Regions from separate parts of the Mus musculus genome. Here region 1 is linked to region 2. The links are chromatin contacts, called in public Hi-C maps. All regions are on one chromosome and are shown on one strand. Each heading gives the region's core, a stretch centred on a gene start, on an enhancer-like site or on the middle of the called end of the contact. The rest is flanking DNA. Distances are from core to core; before and after follow the strand shown.

The links. A called contact is a pair of places that touch in the nucleus more often than the background predicts.
Region 1: a Hi-C map of the N1E-115 cell line shows a contact between it and region 2, with 9 times the contacts expected there. The contact joins two enhancer-like sites. A contact is called at or near these places in 2 of 484 Hi-C or Micro-C datasets (the N1E-115 cell line and adipose-derived mesenchymal stem cells), 2 of 115 datasets of contacts at active chromatin or transcription factors (bone marrow-derived macrophages and embryonic fibroblasts) and 1 of 9 other capture datasets (embryonic stem cells).

Annotation. Positions count from the first base shown.
Region 1 is chr8:128,154,893-128,157,710 of GRCm38.p6, forward strand. No RefSeq gene overlaps it. Among named protein-coding and RNA genes, the nearest start is that of Mir21c, 120 kb to the right of the region's middle. Within about 2 kb of position 1,524, at least 15 of the 459 cell types and tissues checked have an H3K27ac peak or open chromatin away from gene starts, as enhancers often do. A contact at or near this core is called in the N1E-115 cell line, where this site is marked.
Region 2 is chr8:127,329,133-127,331,931 of GRCm38.p6, forward strand. The region is part of intron 5 of Pard3 (par-3 family cell polarity regulator); the gene reads left to right. Among named protein-coding and RNA genes, the nearest start is that of Gm9909, 120 kb to the right of the region's middle. Within about 2 kb of position 1,334, at least 39 of the 459 cell types and tissues checked have an H3K27ac peak or open chromatin away from gene starts, as enhancers often do. A contact at or near this core is called in the N1E-115 cell line, where this site is marked.

The sequences.
Region 1 (2,818 bases), core at 274-2,773, 830 kb after region 2:
AAAAGCTGAGCATGATAGAAAGCATGAACAATCCTAGCACTGGGGGGCAGGAAACAGTCATAGCCCCTGGGACTCAATAGCCAGACAGACTTGATGAATTGGAGAGTTCTATGCTCAATGAGGGACCCTGTTTCAAAGTATCCTCAAAGGACAGCCAATATCAATCAACCTTTGTTGTCCACACACAGATAGGCACGTACATGCGCACACAAACACACACACACTCACTCATTTATTCATACACATTCATATACCACATGCATACAAGCACACAGAGATGGGAGGGGTATACCCTCAAAGGTAACTGTAACACTTAGAAACCCCTCATTAGATCTCACTTCTTAAAAATTCCACCACCTCCTAATAGTGTTTGCCAAGGGCATGAGCACTGGGGCTTTGGGAGCATTTTGGACACAGGCTTCTGAAGCCACAATGATTTTTACTGGATTAGATTGCAGATCTCCTATAAACTGGGCATCAGAGACAAGAGAACCTGAACCTTTCATGTACAGAGTCTGTTTATTTTACAGGAGTTCCAGGAAGACCACCGACTGCTCTTTCTCTTGGGCACTTAGCAGACAAGGGACCTCTGGAATCCCGCTGTACTCTGAAGGCTTCTTCCTAATGATGTTCTTAAAAAGGCAACCCTCATTCTAATTCGGGATGAATGTTAACAACAAAGAAGGAATTTCAATGAACAATTTAAGGATGAATTTATTAAAATCCAATTCCATTTCTTCCCTTAATGTTTAGTTTAAGTCAGGTCCACTAATGCCATAGGCCAGAGTATACCAGATCACTAGAGTAGCCTGCTGTTGAACTTCCTGAAGCCAGACAAAACCATCACATTAGAACTCTGATTTCAGCCATGAGGGGAGGATCCAAACCATGAAAATCTGTAAATGCTGACTATGCAGAAAAGCCACTTGCTCCACACTCACCAGTATGGATTACATCAGCTCCTGGATATATATATTTTTTTATTGGATGAAGTAGTCACTATTCTATCAAAATTAAACATTTATTCAATGCACCAGCTCTCTCTGGCCACAGCATGCTCTCCAAGTAGAATCACTATGTAATAAATATTAATAACACAAGATGTGGTATGCCTGCCCCTCTGCCAGACACCTCCATCAACCTAGGAGCTGCCCACGTGAATAACATAATACTGAGAGTTAACCTCAGCGTTTTCTAAAGAGCTTGGCTTCTGAAAGCTTAAGTGCTGTTCCCTCACTGAATGCTGAAACTCAGAACTGGATCAGAAATGCTTGTCTCATTGCCATGCCCTTGTTTCCTCACAAACCAAGCAGCACAAGATTCAGGATTGAAGAGACTCCTTTAAAGAAGTTCACATGCTGCTTCCCAGCCCTTGCCTCTGTGTAGTCAGGGGAGGGAGGTGGGTGGGCGGGGGGAGGGGGGGACAAACAAACCAACAACAACCCACTCCAGACTTCTCACAGCAGCTTCTAGTCTTAAGAGATTTCTTAACATTGCTGCTTCTCGTGACCCAGAGGTTATCAGTGAGCCCGAATTAGTGCTCTGTACAGTCAGATGCCTGGCTATTGTCTACCACTGAGTGAACAGTCTGAATGTCCCAGGAAACATAAGCCTTTCAGGCCAGCAATAGGCAGCAGTGGGTGGCTCTTGGAGTTGAAATGTTTTTCCTATTTGATTTACTTAATTGAGCTAATGGCTTCTGTGATCAGCTCAATAGCCCAGTAGCTAAGACATCATTAGTTCTTCTCTCGGCTAACACAATAATGACCCTTAAATCGTCTCCAGCATTTCCAATTACCTTTGAAAACATGCGGAATGTCAGAAACCCTAATAGAAAACATACATGATAGGATGTTTATGGAAAGTCGCCTCTTATGTTAGTAGTTTTCATAAGTTCTTTTAAGTGTCAAAGAAAATGGTAAGACAAATGACAAAGTAAACAGAGAAGAAACTCAGAAGACTCTCGTCTCAAAGAGTCGACAAATCTAGAGTATTCAAATTTTCTCTAGCGAAAGCGTAGCCATTTATGACTGAGAAAACCAAGTTAGATAGCAATTACCTTGCAAAGATAACAGAGTCAACAAATGATAGCCAAATTAAAACAGCCTCTTCAACCCTTTCCTGTTGTGAAGTATAATTCTTTCACTAGCCTATTTATAAAAAAAAAAAAAAAAGCTTTTCTTAGGGGATACTTAAAGAAGCTTCAAATTGTAAGCTGCCTAAGCCTTCAACCACCCTTTTCTCTGGTTTTTATCTGCTTTGTTGTTGTTGTTGTTGTTGTTGTTGTTGTTGTTGTTTCCCTCTACACCACTCCTCCTGACCTCACTTCTCACAGGCATTGTGATGGTTAATCTTTGCTGTCAACTTCACTAAATTTAGAATCTCCTAAAAGACACATTTCTGAGCAAGTCTATGAGGGCATTGTAGGGGACCTCAGAGTCAGCTCAAGACATCCCAAGACCAAGTTCTCAGCACAAAGGAGATTTATTTGCCCCAGAGGGACAGAAGGCAGATATAAGGGACAAAGGCAGGAGATAGAGGGTGAGGGAGAAAGGAAAGGAACCAGGGAGGGGGTGGGGGGAAGGGTATTTGTCCTGGAGCACAAAGGACTGCTCCTCAGTAGACAGGAGACCCATGTCCATAGGCAAATGGCAGTTTATAAAGTTAAAATGGGAAACTATGTTAGGATGGGGTGTTTAATTTTAACTGGGCATCTTAATTGGGTTAGCCAAAGGTGGTTTTCTGCACTTCAGTGTTTTGCTAGCTAGACGTTGGTGGTCAGCCTCATGAGAAGCAGGTGGTCAAATAAGGGCATAGA
Region 2 (2,799 bases), core at 84-2,583:
CTGTTACAGTCAGCCTGGCTGGATAAAGACACATTATTTTATAAATCCTTGACCTTCAGGTGCCTTTTCCTGTGCTCATTGCGGTCGGCCTTAAAGCCCTTTGTTGGAGCATTGTGCTCAGATGATGGGGAAAGATGTGTCTGTCTCTGATGTGCAGTGCACTGTTCATACCTCTGCTTCTCACTCTTCTTAACATTTGCTGTTTATTTTTGTGTCTTAGGAGAGGTAGAACTACTGTCCACTTTAGGAATACTAGTCAGAAAATTACATCAGCATTTCTATCTTATAGTATATTCTTCTCAAAACCTATTTCTGATACCCTGCCTGGAGAATAGGAACCGTTTAAAAGACATTTATTTATTTAGTTTAGTTTAGTTTGGATAGAGACAGTTTTTTGGTGGTGGTTGTTTTTGTTTAATCAGTTCCTTTGTAGGTTTTTCCTATCACGATCAACTTGGTTTTGGAGCAGTCCTGAAAATGTTGCTTTTAAGTGTTCGAGCAATTCATTCGCTGGTTTTGGTTTTGGCCACCTGTGTGGCCTGTGATATTTCTGTGATGGTTCTGTATTGATGAGGGGCCTTTTTCCCCTTTGCTTTTTCTGATGTTCAGGTCTCAGGTGAGACCCTTGTGAGTGTTTCCAAGGTACTCTACCAACCCAGTAGTCTCTCCAGCACAAGCTAAGTCAGACTTTTTAAGTAGCTGAGAAACTATGTAGAGATTAAACTACTGGAGAGAAGTGTGGTTATTTTTACTACATCCAGCTGAAGAGATTGGTGGGCTGGGACATTTGAATTTCTTTTCATACGGGGCAGTATTTTTTATCTTCTCTAAGCTAAGCACATACTAGTTCCTAATTTTGATGATTTAGTCTTTACAATGCTGGGTGATGGAGCAGCCCCAAAACACACACACACACATGCTTGTTTTCTTCAAGAGTTACAATTTCCAAGTTGAGAAATGAAACTGTAATGTTGATATTCATTAGTTGAGCCCTCTGGTAAACATGTTTCTTGTCCTGTCCAATGCTCTCGGTTCAAAGAAGAAACTCATTAACTGGCCCTTTGTGCTTTAACTTTTACCTAGACAGAAGTATGGTGTGATGGCACTGTCATCCCCCTTAGATGTCTTGATTTGCCTGTGGGTGCTCACTCTGCCCCTGTTCCTCTAAAGAAACAATGGCCTTTGGCGTGCCAAGGTCTTCACTTCCCTCCTGCTTGCCTTGTCAGTCATGTGGTTTCTCCCTTGCAAATCTCTTTGCTCCAGTCATTCCTTCAGTGGGTGTTTGTTCAACTGGAGCCCCCCTCCCCCCACAAGCCTTCCTCACGCAGGCTCTGCCCCTTAGAGTACAGAGGCTTGGTTCCTCTTTTGTCCCTTGACAGATCCTTCCCCTCAGGATGACATCTGTGTTTCTGCCCACCACCCTCCTCTTGGCCACGTTACCAAAGTGAGTTTGCCGTGGCTTCTCCCAGTGTCCACGTAGACACAGCCCAGACAGTCACCATGCTTTACCTATCCATAGCATCCAGAGGTAGTGAAGCTGACAACTAAGAATAGCCATCACATACATATAAATTTTATTCGAGATTTGTGCGGTTATACAATTGATACTTCTTGACAACACTGCTTGTTATATAGCACCTGCCTGTGACAGGGAAGACTGAAGACATGTTACAGAGGAAAGGCCTGAGGGCTGAAGAGAGACGGAAAGTCTGTCTGTGTGAAGCCGTGGTCCTGCTTTGAAAGTGATGGAGGACACTGCCTTTCTTATCTAAGTGTTGGCCTGTGCGCTTCCTTGGGGACAGCCTCCTAATTGAACTCGGATGTGAGAGCTAAGCAGCTTGCACCATCAGCTGCCCCTGCCGATCTCTGTGTGTCCTAATGAGCTCTGCTGATTGAGAGCTGGTCCTGTTTAATCCTGGGAGAGCCCAGGAGTCTGTCTGAGCTTTGCTGAGCTGCTGTGACCCAGTTAAGTGAGGTTCTTAAAAGGACATGGGGGGGGGGTGGGAGGAAAAATCCAAAAATGTTGATGTAAGTCCAAGACACCTGTCAATTTTGTTCTCAAGGAAACATTAAATTATTCTTCATGTCTACAACTAAGTAAATTCCCTGCTTCCTTTGCAAATGGTATTTGAACAAAATATTTGATTGTGTTGGATAATTTGTGGACATTAGAATTGGGCCTAACAGTAAGCACTCTGTAGTGAAAACATTGTGATTTTTCTGAGAGCTTTTTTTCTTTAGATCCAGGGGTTTCTTCATTCTCGCTAGACTGTAAATGTATTGTTCTATCATCTATGGCTGCGAGCTGGGAAAGTTTCACCTGTATAGGCATTTGTTTGCTTTTTTCCTCACTAGAGGGACAGTATGATTTTGTGTCCGTTTACAGAAATTGCATATACTATAAATTCTAGCACACCATCAATATGCTTGGCATAAGATTTAGACTCTTGTGATCATTTTATTTAGTCAACACCCACCCCTCCCCAAGAAACACTTCTAATTCATATAGATATTTGATATGAAAACCATGTTGTGATTTTGAAATTCTTTCCTGTCTGCCTATGCATCTGCCACATGTGTGTGGGTAGATGCATGCAGGGGTCAGAAGAGGGGATTATATCACTGGGAATGGAGTTCCAGGTGGTTATGAGTGAGCACTATTAATCACTGAGCCATTTCTCCAGACCCTTAAATTATTTTCTAATTAAAAAAAAGTTATTTAACTTTATTTAATGTGTTTGGATGTTTTCCTTGCACAAAGTTTATGTGCCATTTGCATGCAGTGCTCAACTAGGCCAG